Linked DNA regions of Zea mays: regions 1 and 3 are each linked to region 2. Evidence: chromatin contacts called from public Hi-C data. All regions are on one chromosome and are shown on one strand. The core of a region is the stretch at or near the end of the contact, and the rest is flanking DNA. Distances in the headings are between cores, read along the strand shown. Region 1 holds the start of LOC732740 (Serine/threonine-protein phosphatase 2A 65 kDa regulatory subunit A). Region 2 holds the start of LOC100381373 (peptidyl-prolyl cis-trans isomerase-like 3). Region 3 has its middle 45 kb from the start of LOC100194139.

Evidence for each region. A called contact is a pair of places that touch in the nucleus more often than the background predicts.
Region 1: a contact with region 2 is called in a Hi-C map of endosperm, with 4 times the contacts expected there. The contact joins the promoter of LOC732740 here to the promoter of LOC100381373 in region 2. A contact is called at or near these places in 4 of 25 Hi-C or Micro-C datasets (bundle sheath, ear, endosperm and 1 more) and 1 of 3 datasets of contacts at active chromatin or transcription factors (seedling).
Region 3: a contact with region 2 is called in a Hi-C map of ear, with 2.5 times the contacts expected there. The contact joins the enhancer-like site here to the promoter of LOC100381373 in region 2. A contact is called at or near these places in 2 of 25 Hi-C or Micro-C datasets (ear and endosperm).

What each region holds. Positions count from the first base shown.
Region 1 is chr6:73,879,534-73,883,960 of Zm-B73-REFERENCE-NAM-5.0, reverse strand. LOC732740 (Serine/threonine-protein phosphatase 2A 65 kDa regulatory subunit A) reads right to left here and starts at 1,367. Exons shown (of 13, transcript NM_001112369.1): 1 at 1,226-1,367; 2 at 1-69. The coding sequence starts at 51.
Region 2 is chr6:74,055,022-74,059,371 of Zm-B73-REFERENCE-NAM-5.0, reverse strand. LOC100381373 (peptidyl-prolyl cis-trans isomerase-like 3) reads right to left here and starts at 2,531. Exons shown (of 3, transcript NM_001174223.2): 1 at 2,417-2,531; 2 at 2,081-2,317; 3 at 1,408-1,977. The coding sequence starts at 2,419. The coding sequence ends at 1,735.
Region 3 is chr6:74,271,162-74,275,595 of Zm-B73-REFERENCE-NAM-5.0, reverse strand. No RefSeq gene overlaps it. Among protein-coding and RNA genes, the nearest start is that of LOC100194139, 45 kb to the left of the region's middle. Within about 2 kb of position 3,070, at least 19 of the 20 cell types and tissues checked have an H3K27ac peak or open chromatin away from gene starts, as enhancers often do. A contact at or near this core is called in ear and endosperm, where this site is marked.

The sequences.
Region 1 (4,427 bases), core at 118-2,617, 170 kb after region 2:
CTCGTCAATCAGTACAGCAATTGGATAAAGAGGCTCATCAATCATAGCCATCAGGTATAACAAGGATTTCTGAATTGATAAATGAGGAAACAATATTAAGAGCTTTGTAACTATATAAAAAATCCTAAGAAAATAAAATAGAATAAGTTTAACAAAACTTTTGGTTGCATAAACATATAGAAGCAAATTAGAAAGGAACATTTGGATAGAATATACAAAAACAGATCTCTGATGGCGCATAACCAAAGAATAGATGAACCAAACCACTGCAAATTTATGACTAAAAGCTCTCTGGGTTGACTTGCTTGAAGAACACAAGAATACTACTGACTCTGTGATACATGTGAATATGTGATCCAAATAAAATTAACTAATTCATGCTGGCATGTTGAATGCTACTGTGAGTCTCAACTACCCAAATAAAAATGGCATGGGCTTCAGTTCAAACGATTATAATTGATTGATCCCGGAAAAGATTCCACACAAAGGCTCCTATTTATATTGCCTGTAAATGTGATTTCAGGAAAGAAACATCATCACTAGGCATCTAAACATTCTGAGGAATTGAATCGAGTGGAGACAAATGCTCCACGAAAGTAAAATTTGGCATGAATAAATCTAGTCATTTGGTGCCCAGACACCAAGAGTGTTTATTTATAGCCTTCGGCCTTCTTTGGCTGCCTCTTCTTCTCACTCAGGAGGCGTGGAGAAAATTCCCGGGATAAAATTTTTACCTGGATGTTGTTTCTAAAATCTGATTTATGTAGCGACATATCAACTACAAAATTGCATGCTCGCAGCACCTGAATAAACGAGCGAATCTCGATATGACGAGACGAGGGGCCCACGCACACAACGATATGGACAACAGACGCAGACGCGATCTACTCATCTACAACACAGCACGAGCAATGATTGATCCAGATAACTAGTTACCAACGTACCTAGCCACCAACACCACACAGCATCCAAACCGTTCCGTGAGAAGAGAACTCAAAACAGGGCAACCATTCCAAAACTAGGCAATCGACCAGAAAAAAAACAGATCTGGCATGGGAGCCACGCGTAGACGCGCGAGCGAAGGAGGCCCGAACTCCAGAACGACGACGGCAGCGGCGGCGGTGTCGAGGACCGGCGCGGCGATCGGAAGTGGCCAATCGGTGTGGTGAGGTGAGCAGATCTAGCGGCGGGAGGAGGAGCAGGAAGAAGAGGGATCTCAACTGACCTCGCGGGGTCCGGATCGGGCTTCTGTGACGGCCGGCTGCCTCGCCGACGGCGCGGGGGGACCGGAGACGGGGCAGGGTAGGAGCGCCCGAGGCGTCGCCTCTGAGAGAAGGGGGCGAGGAGCAGGTGTTGCGGAATGCGACGGGGGATTGAGACGAACGGAAGGCAGTGGATGTCGAGGCCTGAGGGCGTGCGAGGTGGGACCGGGGCTACAACGGGGCGGCGGGTCGACTCTACGTGGCTAATGGGCCGTCCGTACCGACACGGCCCGACTCGTTATGGATCGTACCAATTTAATCGAGCGGGCACTGTCCGTTCGTGGATCTAAGTAAGCATAGTTCGATTGGTTTTAAATAGAATTGTATTGGGCTATCGTTATTGGGGTCTGCTTCGTCGCCGAAGCTTCTTTAAAAATAAACACCTTCGAAATATCAGCACATAAGCAAATACAACGCGAAGGTGCATGCTGAAGCTACCATCCAGGGAGCTTCGACATAGCGACATACCTTGAGACGAAGAGCTGCACCGACTTAAAGAGGAAAAGACCAATCGGTCCACGATAATTTGTGTCATGATTGTAACTAGTTGTCGAGGACATAAATTTAATTTTGATCGGGCTGCGTCTCGTGCCTATAAATAGGTGAACAGTACTCCCATACTGTTCACGCTGGCTTGTATTCGCTCGTACGTCACGCTTGTACTTTTGTCTTCTGTTAAGTCGAAGGTACAAATGTAATTCAATATTGTTCTTATTCATCCATGATGATATAATAAAGATATATTAATGATGGCATATGATTATTTATATTATTTCTCATATTTTATATGCTTCTTCTTTCATTAACATATACTGTGATGATGAAGGTATGTCCTTCATAACCTTCGTCCGAAGATCGTTATACCCTAAGGGAAATAATGCTTCGAAGGACGAAGGGCATTAACTATTAACCTCTTTTGTGTTGCCTTATTCTTAACTCATAGAATTTGAGAACAAGTCCCCCAACATTGGCGCCCCACCTCCGGTGAACTCACTTCCACTTTTGAGCTGATGGCTTCGTTCAACAACCAAGTCGTAGCACCTTCGGCTACGAAGCTGGTGCTCCCGATAATAGGCGGTTCAAGTTCAGAGCCGGCTAACAAGAAGCAGAAGAAGGAAGCGCAGAGAACGGTGCAGCATGTTGAGGTGCAGGGACCCTTCATCAAGTCCAAATGGTCTCACATCCCAATCACCTTCTCCCAGGAGGACCTTCAGCTCAAAGATTACCCTCACAATGATGCTATGGTCATATCTTATGTCATCAAGAGATTTCTGGTCCATAATGTTCTGGTTGACACGGGCCTGCAATGGATATCATATTTGCTAAGGCCTTCAGACAGATGCAAGAGCCAGAAGACAAGATTCATGATGCTACACACCCTCTTTGTGGCTTCGGAGGAAGGCAGATTGTCGCACTTGGTAAAATCACAATGTCAGTTACCTTCGGCTATGTCCACAACACAAGGACTGAACAAGTTATCTTTGACATTGTTGATATGGAATACCCCTACAATGCAATCATTGGTCGAGGGACACTCAATGCCTACGAAGCAATACTTCATCCAGCATATTTATGCATGAAGATACCTTCGAAACAAAGACTCATTACTGTTCATGGGAGTCAAGAAGCTGCCAGAAGGGCCGAAGAAAATTGGACAGATTCAAAAGCAATCCATAACATAGATGCAGATGAAGCCTGTCAGCAGTACAAATACAAAAGAGAGAAGGCTACTTCGGCAGATCAGCCGAAGCCTATGTTTCTATGTCAAGATATAGCAGAACAAAGGGTACTTGTTGGGGTCTCAGTTATCTGATGAGCAAGAGAAGACTTTGCTAAGATTTTTATTCAACAACAAAGATGTCTTTGCTTGGTCAGCCAATGATCTCTGTGGTGTCAACAGAGATGTTATTGAGCATTCACTCAATGTGGATCCATCCTTCAGGCTAAGAAAACAAAGGCTTCGGAAGATGTCTGAAGACAAAACTGAAGGTACTCGGAACGAAGTAAAGAGACTTCTTAGTGCCGGTGTCATCAAAGAGGTGAAATACCCAGAATGGGTAGCCAACACTGTTATGGTGAAGAAGGCCAATGGTAAATGGAGAATGTGTATTGATTTCACAGACCTCAACAAGGCATGCCCAAAGGACGAGTTCCCATTGCCAAGAATAGACTCTCTAGTAGATGCAGCAGCTTCTTTAGAGCTCATGAGTCTACTGGATTGCTACTCAGGCTATCACCAAATTTGGATGAAGAAGGAAGATGAGCCGAAGACTAGCTTCATAACTCCCAGTGGCACCTATTGCTACCTTCGGATGCCTGAGGAGCTCAAGAATGCTGGAGGAAGTTTTAGCAGAATGACAACCAAGGTCCTTCATTCTCAAATAGGCAGTAATGTACTGACCTATGTTGATGATATCATAGTAAAAAGCACGAAGCAAGAAAATCACATTGCTGATTTGCAAGAGACATTTGCCAATTTCAGGCAAGCTGACCTTAAGTTAAATCCAGAAAAGTGTGTTTTTGGGGTGAAGAAGGGCAAATTCCTTGGTTGTTTGGTATCAACGAAGGGAATTGAGGCCAACACGAGCAAGATTGAAGCTATCCTTCGGATGGAGCCGCCAAGCACAAAGAAGGGGGCCCAATGACTGGCAGGAAGACTAGCATCATTAAACAAATTCATATCCAGATCAGCAGAAAGAAATCTGCCATTCTTTGAAATACTGAAGTCAGCCAAAGTTTTTCAATGGGGTCCAGCTCAGCAAAAAGCTTTCGAAGAGTTGAAGCAATACTTGATCGATCTAACGACACTAACTCCACCTTCGCTAGGGGCTCCATTACTCTTATATGTGGCAGCTTTGCACTCTGCAGTTAGTGTGGCTCTTGTACAGGAGAAGCTAGATGGCCAAATCAAAAAGCAGGCTCCAGTGTACTTCGTCTCCGAAGTTTTAAGTTTATCAAAAAAAATTATACAGAATTGGAGAAGGTGTTGTATGCTGTGTTAATGGCCTCCAGAAAGCTTCGACATTATTTTAAAGCATATCACATAATCGTTCCTTCGTCACAACCTCTGAAGGACATAATGAGGAACAGAGCCTCTAAAGGACATAATGAGGAACAGAGAAGCTACTGGAAGGATTGGAAAATGGGTTGTAGAGCTTAACGAAT
Region 2 (4,350 bases), core at 1,282-3,781:
CTTAGAGAGGGTTGGCCGCGCGGGGACGAGGACGAGACAGGCGCTCGCGTGAGGCCGCTCGCTCCCTCTCCCGCGTGGACGCTTGTAACCCCCTACTGCAAGCGCACCCGACCTGGGCGCGGGACGAACACGAAGGCCGCGGGATTCCCACCTTTCTCACGCCGGTCTCCGGCCGCCTCACTTCCCCCCTTCGCGCTCGGCCTCGCGCTCGACCCATCTGGGCTGGGGCACGCGGCGACATTCACTCGTCGGCTTAGGGACCCCCCGGTCTCGGAACGCCGACACTTACATTGGGGGTAATCGTAGTAGATCGGAGTGAAGCCAGATCCGTCGCCCGTTGCCGAACGACTTTGTTGTTCCTGTCCACTTTGAAGTCGGCCAGGAACTTCGCCTTTGCTTCTTGGATCAGCTGCTCCTGACGCTCCTCGAACAGGAGTTGTTCTTCAGCCGGCTAGGTTTCCCATGTCGGTGTGATGATATTGCTGGTGGAAATTTCAGAGCTATCCTTTGAACCGGCCATTGAGAGCTGATTTGATAGGTCTATATGTGTTTTCCCCAGCGAAATCGCCAAAAAGTATGTTGACACCTTTTTAGGGCGCCAAACACTCAACACGAACCAGCGGCGGTGCTCTCTGCACAGGGGCGGACGGTCCGCGCGCTGGGGTCGGACGGTCCGCGGCCTAGCTCGAGGCTAGGGTTCCTGCCTGACGGCCGGATGGTCCGCGCCCTGGGGCCGGACGGTCCGCGCGTGCGCAGGGGCAGCGGAAGATCGCCGCCGGCGCCTAAATCTCGCTCCCGGGAAGGACACCGTCGGGGAGGAGAGATCCTAGGAGTTGTCTAGGCTCGGGCAGACCGTCCTAGACTCCTCTAATCGACGTAGAGTCGAAGAGAAGCGAAGAATTTGGGGATCGGGAGGCTAAACTAGAACTAGACTAGAACTACTACTAGGAAATAAATGCGAAATAGAAGTATTTTTTATTCGATTGATGATTACAAATCGGCCGTATACATCTCTATTTATAGAGGAGGGGCTGAACCCTTTACAAACTAATTTCCGAGTTATGTCCGCGAATCTAACTAACAACCGTAGCACAAAACTCGAAACTCTAAACTGCTCTGCGCACGCGCGGACCGTCCGACCCACAGGCGCAGACCATCCGGACCGCGGACCGTCCGACCGGACCGTCCTCACGCTCATTTTGGTGCTAAACAGGGACGTAAGAGTGTTTTTTAGAGAAGTCAAATTAGAAAAGAAAAGCACTAGAGAATTATATAACTGGAATTCTTATATGTTGCAATTTCTACATGGAGAAGCTTGTTATGATGATGCATTATTTTTATTGCTGTTGTTATTTCTGTATGACTAGTTATAGGATCACAGTTGTAATGAGTACGAGGTCGCATCTGGGCCAATGTATCGAATCAGTTATACCATCTCTTTGCTGACCATGGCTGCTATATTGTTTTGCAAGTTACAGTGTCAAACTCAAACCCTGGCAGACATGGCCGGTGAAGATTTTGATGGTCGATGAAGCAAAAAAAAAAAAAAAAACGCCAGGCAAAACAAATCTATCAAAGGTTACATGTCACAGCATCGGTATAAAATTAGAGAGCTACAGATTGATGTTCCGAAACCAAAGCGTGATTTTGCGGTTGAAAGCAAGGCTGATGACGCTCAGATCCCGGTGGATGAGGACAGGAGCGAGTGGAGGGGAGAGCGGTAGGAAGAGGAGTTCAGACGGCGAGCGGGTTGGCGTGGATGGTGACGCGGTTGAGCCTGATCTCGGCGAGCGGCCTGTCCCCGGGTCCCGTCTGCGCCTTCTCCATGAGGTCCAGCACCTCGAAGCCGTGGATGACCTTGGCGAACACGGTGTAGTGACCGTTGAGGTGCGGCTGCTTGGCGTAGGTGATGAAGAACTGGCTGCCGTTGGTGTTGGGCCCGCTGTTGGCCATCGACATGATCCCGCGCGCGTTGTGCTGCCCATGCGCCAAGCCAACCAATCCCAGCAAACAATTCAGCAGACATGTCAAGGAAAGCAGTCTAGAAAAAGGAACCGACCAGGCAGGCAAGCAAAGCAACCTTGAGCGACTCCCTCAACTCGTCCGCGAACTTGGCGCCCCAGATGGACGACCCGCCCTTGCCGGTGCCGGTGGGGTCGCCGCCCTGGACCATGAAGCCCTTGATGTTGCGGTGGAACACGGTGCCGTCGTAGTAGCCGCTGCCGCAGAGCGCCAGGAAGTTCTCCGCCGTGCGCGGCACCTGGTCGCAGAACACCTCGCACTTGATGTCGCCCAGGTTCGTGTGCAGCGTCACCGACTGCCACGCTGCCCACCGTCAGATCCAGGGGGGGGGGGGGGGGTAGGGTAGGATGTTGTAGATCGAGCGAGGGTGGGACGGGAGGGAAGGCTCACTCACCATGGCGCCCGCGCGGAGCGGAGAAGGCCGGAGAGGGGGAGGCGGCGGGGCGGGATTACGACTAGGAGGCGGCCAGGCAGGCGACGGGTCAAAATCAAATTGTGGTTTGTGCTGTGCTCGGTCCGGAGGAGACTGGTGGAGTCTGGAGGAAGGCGACGTGGGCCGTGTTCGTGTTGTGGGCTGTGCTGTTGTCGGGCCGGAGAAGGCGACCCTGTTGTAAGTCAGAAACCCCGACCACCAGTCCACTACCAGCCAGCCCAGGGGCGGGCCTTCCAGCAATAGAGGACCGTCATGTAGGAAGAAGCCGTCGAATACCTATGATCCAGATGATTAGGCCTAATTCTTTCCCCGACCGCCGCTGGGTTCCATGGTACGAACCGCGAACCTCCCGGCAAGGATTTAGCTTTTTCTCGCTATTGAATCTGACTGTATAGAGAATTTAAGTATCATAATAATTACATACAAAGTAAGATTAAGTGGTTCAAAGTGTTCAGAATTTAAAAAACGATAGATTCTTAATATTGTGACGACTTGACCAATTCTGTGTTTTTGTTGATTTTGGACAGTTTTTAACAAAACGATTTTTATAGAATTCAGCTGAAAAGATAGGACGTTTGGCGGTCCGCAACAGTTTTTGGTGGCCAGAAATGGAAAAAGTCAAAACAGATGGGCCAAGATACGGTTACTTTGATACCCCAGGCGATTTAGAAAAAGACAATATAAAGTTTAACGGTTTCATTTGTGGCTATTGGTGACCCTCCTGATAAGCCTTTGCGCGCCAAGACAGGAATGTCCTCCTCACTCAACGCCATGAAGCAACACCTGAACCATCCAGGCTCACTTTATACGGTAGAGATTTTTATACCGGCGACAATTAGTGAGACCTGGGCGTGGCACCGCGGAGCCGCGGTGGTGCGACAGAGATGCTGCTATAATAAAGTTTGGAGATTTTTTGTCGTGAGTACTAGGTATACTTTATCGTTCCGTTGGGTCTCAGATGTCACAACCATCTATTAGGCTGGTTAGGTATGAAAGGTAGAAAGGAGATATTATGGTCCAAATTAATAAAATTACTTTATTTATTTGATTCACTTCCTATTTTTCATATATATATATATATATATATATATATATATATATATATTGTTTCTAAAAATAATGGATATTTATTTGAATACCATGAATTGAATGAGGTCCACACTTCGTAGGGAGGAATCTCTTCAATTTCCTAATCACCAAACCAGCACTCAAGGGATTAACCAAACTGTCATATCACGCTCCCAACTTCAGTGAAAGCTTGGGCTCCACGTACGGCTAGTAGCTAGCGCCCCTCCTGTCCTAATCCTGCGAGTGCAACCTTGTGGAAGAGCAGCAAATTAAACTGAGAACAAATTGATGAATAACTGTTCCACATACATATGTATATAGTCCATCGTCTAATGAAGATCCATCCAGCTAACCAATATGAAGGCATGCATGGTAGCTAATATTGCGTTTATTTCGATGCTAATGGCATACTGTACAGATTAAATTAAGGGAACAATGAGAATGGCGTTGTTGTACAAATACTAATTACATTTTTTTAAATAGAGAATAACTTGATTATTCCCGTCTCTGCATGACAATATGCATATAGTTGTCCAGTACATAAAAAATTCCGAGTTCAAACAGGGACATAGCCACACTCGAAACACATGCCACCACCACATGACATACTAGAAACACCATCGACTACTAAAGTTCCATCCATTTTAGCAAAGATTTTATAATACCCTAAAAACTAAATCATGTTTATAATCCTAATATGGTGTGTCCTCTTGATGATCGGAGACCGTAGATGCATAGATATCGTCGAGACGATTCCGATCGACTACTAGTTTGCCTTGTTTGGAGTCTGAATGAGTTTTTTCAAGTGTCGGTCGATCTGAGCCATT
Region 3 (4,434 bases), core at 1,821-4,320, 220 kb before region 2:
TTTATAGTCACGGCTCAAAAACTAGCCGTTTGACCAAAAACCCCGTTGAAAACCGGTTGAACCGCCCCCTAGGGCGGTTGAACCGCCCCCTGACAGGTCAGCAGACTGTCTGCCAGTCTGACTGGCAGACTAACTGGCAGACTGACCTGCAGGCGGGTCAGACAGGCCAGGACCGGTTGAACCGCCCCCTAGGGCGGTTGAACCGCCCCCTGACACCCCTGGCGACCTGACTGCCAGTCTGACTGGCAGACTGCAGATCAGAGGTCAGAGGGTCATAGACCAGTTGAGCTGCCCCCAGGACCAGTTCAGCTGGTCTAGACCAGAGAGTTTTGGAGAGAAAACCCCAGCTCAGCTGCCCTGGGGCAAGTTCAGCTGGGTATGGTCAGAGAGGTCCACAACTGAAGTTGAAGTTCAGCTGGAGTTGAAAGTTCAACTCAGCTGAAGTCCAGCTTAGCTGAAAAGCTCAGCTGCAGCTGAAGAAGCTCATCACAGCTGAAGTTAAGTTCAGCTGGAAAGCTCAGCTGCAGTTGAAGAAGTTCAGCTGTTTTTCAGCAAGAACACTCTAGGTTTCTCAACCCAAACCATGGTCAGCCAAATAAAGTTAAAGTGATTTTTGGTTTTCAAAAATAGCTTTTGAATTAGAGGACTTGAGCTATTGCAAGCACCTGTACCTGTGCGGAAAAGAACAAGGAAGAATTACATCATGCAACACAAGATTTTACATAAATTTTATACGTCCGTTGCATGAAATCCTTGGTGCTTCCTTAAGTTCCTGTTTCCTTCTAATCAAACACTGAGAACAAAAACTGTTAGTACTCTTATTTGTTTTGTCATTAAATCACCAAAACCCTCACTTGGGGTTGATTGCACTTACAAATTAACATAATGATCTTATCATGAACAATAAATAACACATTTATAATAAAAGCATGATCATGAATAATGTGTATCTTAACACCTAGAACCACATAAAGTAATAGTAGATACTACCCAAAATTTCAGTGGTAAACAAGGTATAAAGATAGCCAAACTGGGGTGACCTATTGGGTCCCATCAAAATTAACCTATGCAGATCAAAATGATTAACAGAAACATTATTGGGTAAATAGAAGTGATCAAGGGCACAACTTGCCTTCAACAAGCTTCTGCTCAGTAGTTTCCATCTGCTGAGCACCTGGGTCCTCACTTGCGTGCTCGTCTACTCGCAACAATACAAACAAACATGGTACAAGTGAAATTAACATCACACCAAACATGAGAACATACTGCATAATAATATTCTATGCATTGTAACGAGATCGTAGGTTCGAGAATCACTAAATTCGGAGTTATGGCTAAAGAGTTATGATTTTTCCAAAGTTTCAAGTGTTTAGTATAAAATAAATTAAGTGGATAAATTTAATCTATGTTTGATGATAAAACAAAGTTACCAGGTGATAAACAATATTAATACAAAATTAATGCAATTGGAATGCATCGAAAAGGAGTTAAAATGAATTTCTTATGTATTAAACAAGGTTTTAGAATTATTTTTATATAAGAAATCATTTTTGAATTAATTATTACCAATAGACTAACCTGATGGACAGTGGACACTATTTCCGGATAACATAAGGTTGGTTCTGCAAAGTCCAGAGCTCCATTGTAATTATTTTATAACTTGGTTGGATGGTGGGTTGTATTCCCACAAACGCAGTGACTCATATGCAAAGAGTTCGGCGAAGGGGTATCTTCTAATCGTGTCCGCCCGATCAGACCCCAACGGTTGCGATTGAATCCCATAACCAAGTCAGCCAGTACGCGCTACCCGACACTGGATTAAAAATCAACGGTGGAGATTATATCTACCTTAGACCTATTTAATCCGTTCGATCGAGATCAACAGTCAGAAATACAAGCCGAACCGGTACGGAATCTTTGCTGTCAGATCAAAATCCTCAACTAGAGGTTCTCCTACACCATGATATAATGGGCCTGTTTGGTTCAACTTTTTTCTGACCAGCTTTTCTGAAAATCCGGCTGTGGGGAGAATCTGGCTGTGGGGAAAATCTGAGTATTATTACGATTACGTATGGAGGAAGATAAAGTTGTTCATAGGGCTCATGATTTAGAAAGTGACGGATTCCTACTATTACAACGACTCAACCGATTATGTGTTTGTGTTGATTTTGAATGGTTTTTGCCCCCAACGAATTTTGTAGAAGCTGGCTGAAAAGCTGAGCGTTTGGCAATTTGCAACAGATTTTGGTGGCCAGAAGCTGCCAGAAGCCGAAACAAACAGGGCCATAACAGTCGTCCTATCCAGATGGGCGGCTAAGATCCAACACATCCAAACATTATCTACACTCTAATCTAGACCGTTCAGTGCGGATCCAACGACCCGAGCAAGCTCCCCTCACCTAGGCCGGAGCAGGGCGGCGGAAATGAGTCCCACGATGGAGTTTCCGCCGGCGAACTACGAATCAGCGACCGCGAGCCCTAAATCCGCAATCGATTGAGCCTACGCGATGCGGGGACAAAAGTGAAACTAGAGGGGAGATTCTCACCCAAAACACCGATGAAGGTGAAGCAGTCCACGATGACGCACAGCGTGGCGCCTTCCTCGTCGACCGACGAGGAATTTCTCGTGTCCTGAAGATGCTAGACTCGTCTTGAGGACACAGATGGCTTCCCTAGATCCTGGCACACGCTTTCGGCCATGCGCCGAGGCCGAGACGTCGGCACAGATGAAGATCACCGGCGGCGGTGCGAGCAGTCTCTTCCTCCATGGTTTCGGCAGCGGTGGATAACATACGGCGAGAGAGGAAAAGAGGTGAAGACTCGGTGCCCAGCTTTATGGTCGCCATAGCGTCGAACTTTAATTCCCCCAGCACCCCCCGAACAAATTCCCGCAGAGCTCTCGCCAATGTCGTGTTCGGTTGAGACCTGTTCCGTGGAAGGGATGACCCATCCGACATACGGGCCCCACGCGCCAGTGGTAGAATCGGAGCGCGCACATGAGTGGCCGACGTGCAGGCCCGGTTGCCAGCATGCCACCAGATCAGCGAGCGCGGCGCCAGCATCGCGGCCGTAGGGAGACCGACCAGTGGGCCTAGGGTGTCGTCACCGACTCGATCACATGGGCCACACTAAGAGGAGAGTGGGCCGACCAGGCTAGATTCGGCCCATGCGACGTCTTTTCTTTTTCTTTTCTGTTTATTTTTAGATTTCAAATTTGATTTCAAATTTGGTTGTGAATTTCACACTCAGATTAAATGCACAAATCAAAATACCAGCATGAAGAGGTGTTTTGCTTATCTTATATATTTTTATTAAGGCATTATCCCAATTTATCTTGTATATGTGTTTTCATGCATGTATCACATAGTATAAAGAAATTTCCATAAACACCATATATTCTAACCCTTTCTTTACTATGATTTGGGTATTAAATATGTGTTAACGTTTGCGTTATAAATCCATTTTATACTGTGATGGTTGCGTTAGCTTCGTAATAATATCGTGCACACATTAAAAAAATATTATTTTGTCAATACCTATGTTTTATTTATTTAGTTAATTGTTAGTTCGTTCATTGTTTATCAAAATAACAATTTAGTTTAAACTAACTTATCATTTTAAACCACCCTTTCATAAATACATGTTAATCCATTCTTGCTTAGTATAAACGCGACATTAGTTAGTCATTCGTGTGTGTCGCGCGCACGTTTTTACGTGCTGCGCACATTGACACGCGTCGTTCGCGTGCTGTTCCAAGCATGTCGTGTGCGTAGTCGTCGTTTATTTGCATGTTCGTCCGCGCGTCGCGCGTGCTAATTCACATACTGTTCACTCGCGTCGTTGTTCGCGTAATTCGCTATTTGCATGCTTTGATAAAATCATTTCGCCGTATTGTTCATGTTAAATAATCGATTAATTGTTTAGTTCCCGATTATTAAAATAACAATTCAATCAAATCTAATTTATAATTTTAATTATGCGTTTGTAGATACCTGTTAACGTGTTTTTGTCGACTAAATATAAAAACAATATAATTTAGTAGTATTCGTATGTCGCGTCGTTTATTAGCCACGAATTGTTAGTTATTCAATATACAATGCGTCATAAACCCATTTCTACTCGTTTCAGTCGTGGCAACTTCGTTACAACGTCGATTTCATATTAGTAACGTTATTTTTTCACGTCACAAGTTTAAATATTTAATTAGTTGTTCATTCTATACTTATTAAAAATGACCTTCTAATTAAAACTAGTTTATAGTTTTTAACTTGTGCTTTTATAAATAAATGTTTACTTGATTAATACCAACTTAAACGCTTTTCATTTAATACTTGTTTAGTATCATCGCGGTATCTATTACCGACTATAACGCGTCGTTACACTGTTTGCACGCTGTTCGCGCGTGATGTGCTCGTGGTCGCGTGCTGATTCGCG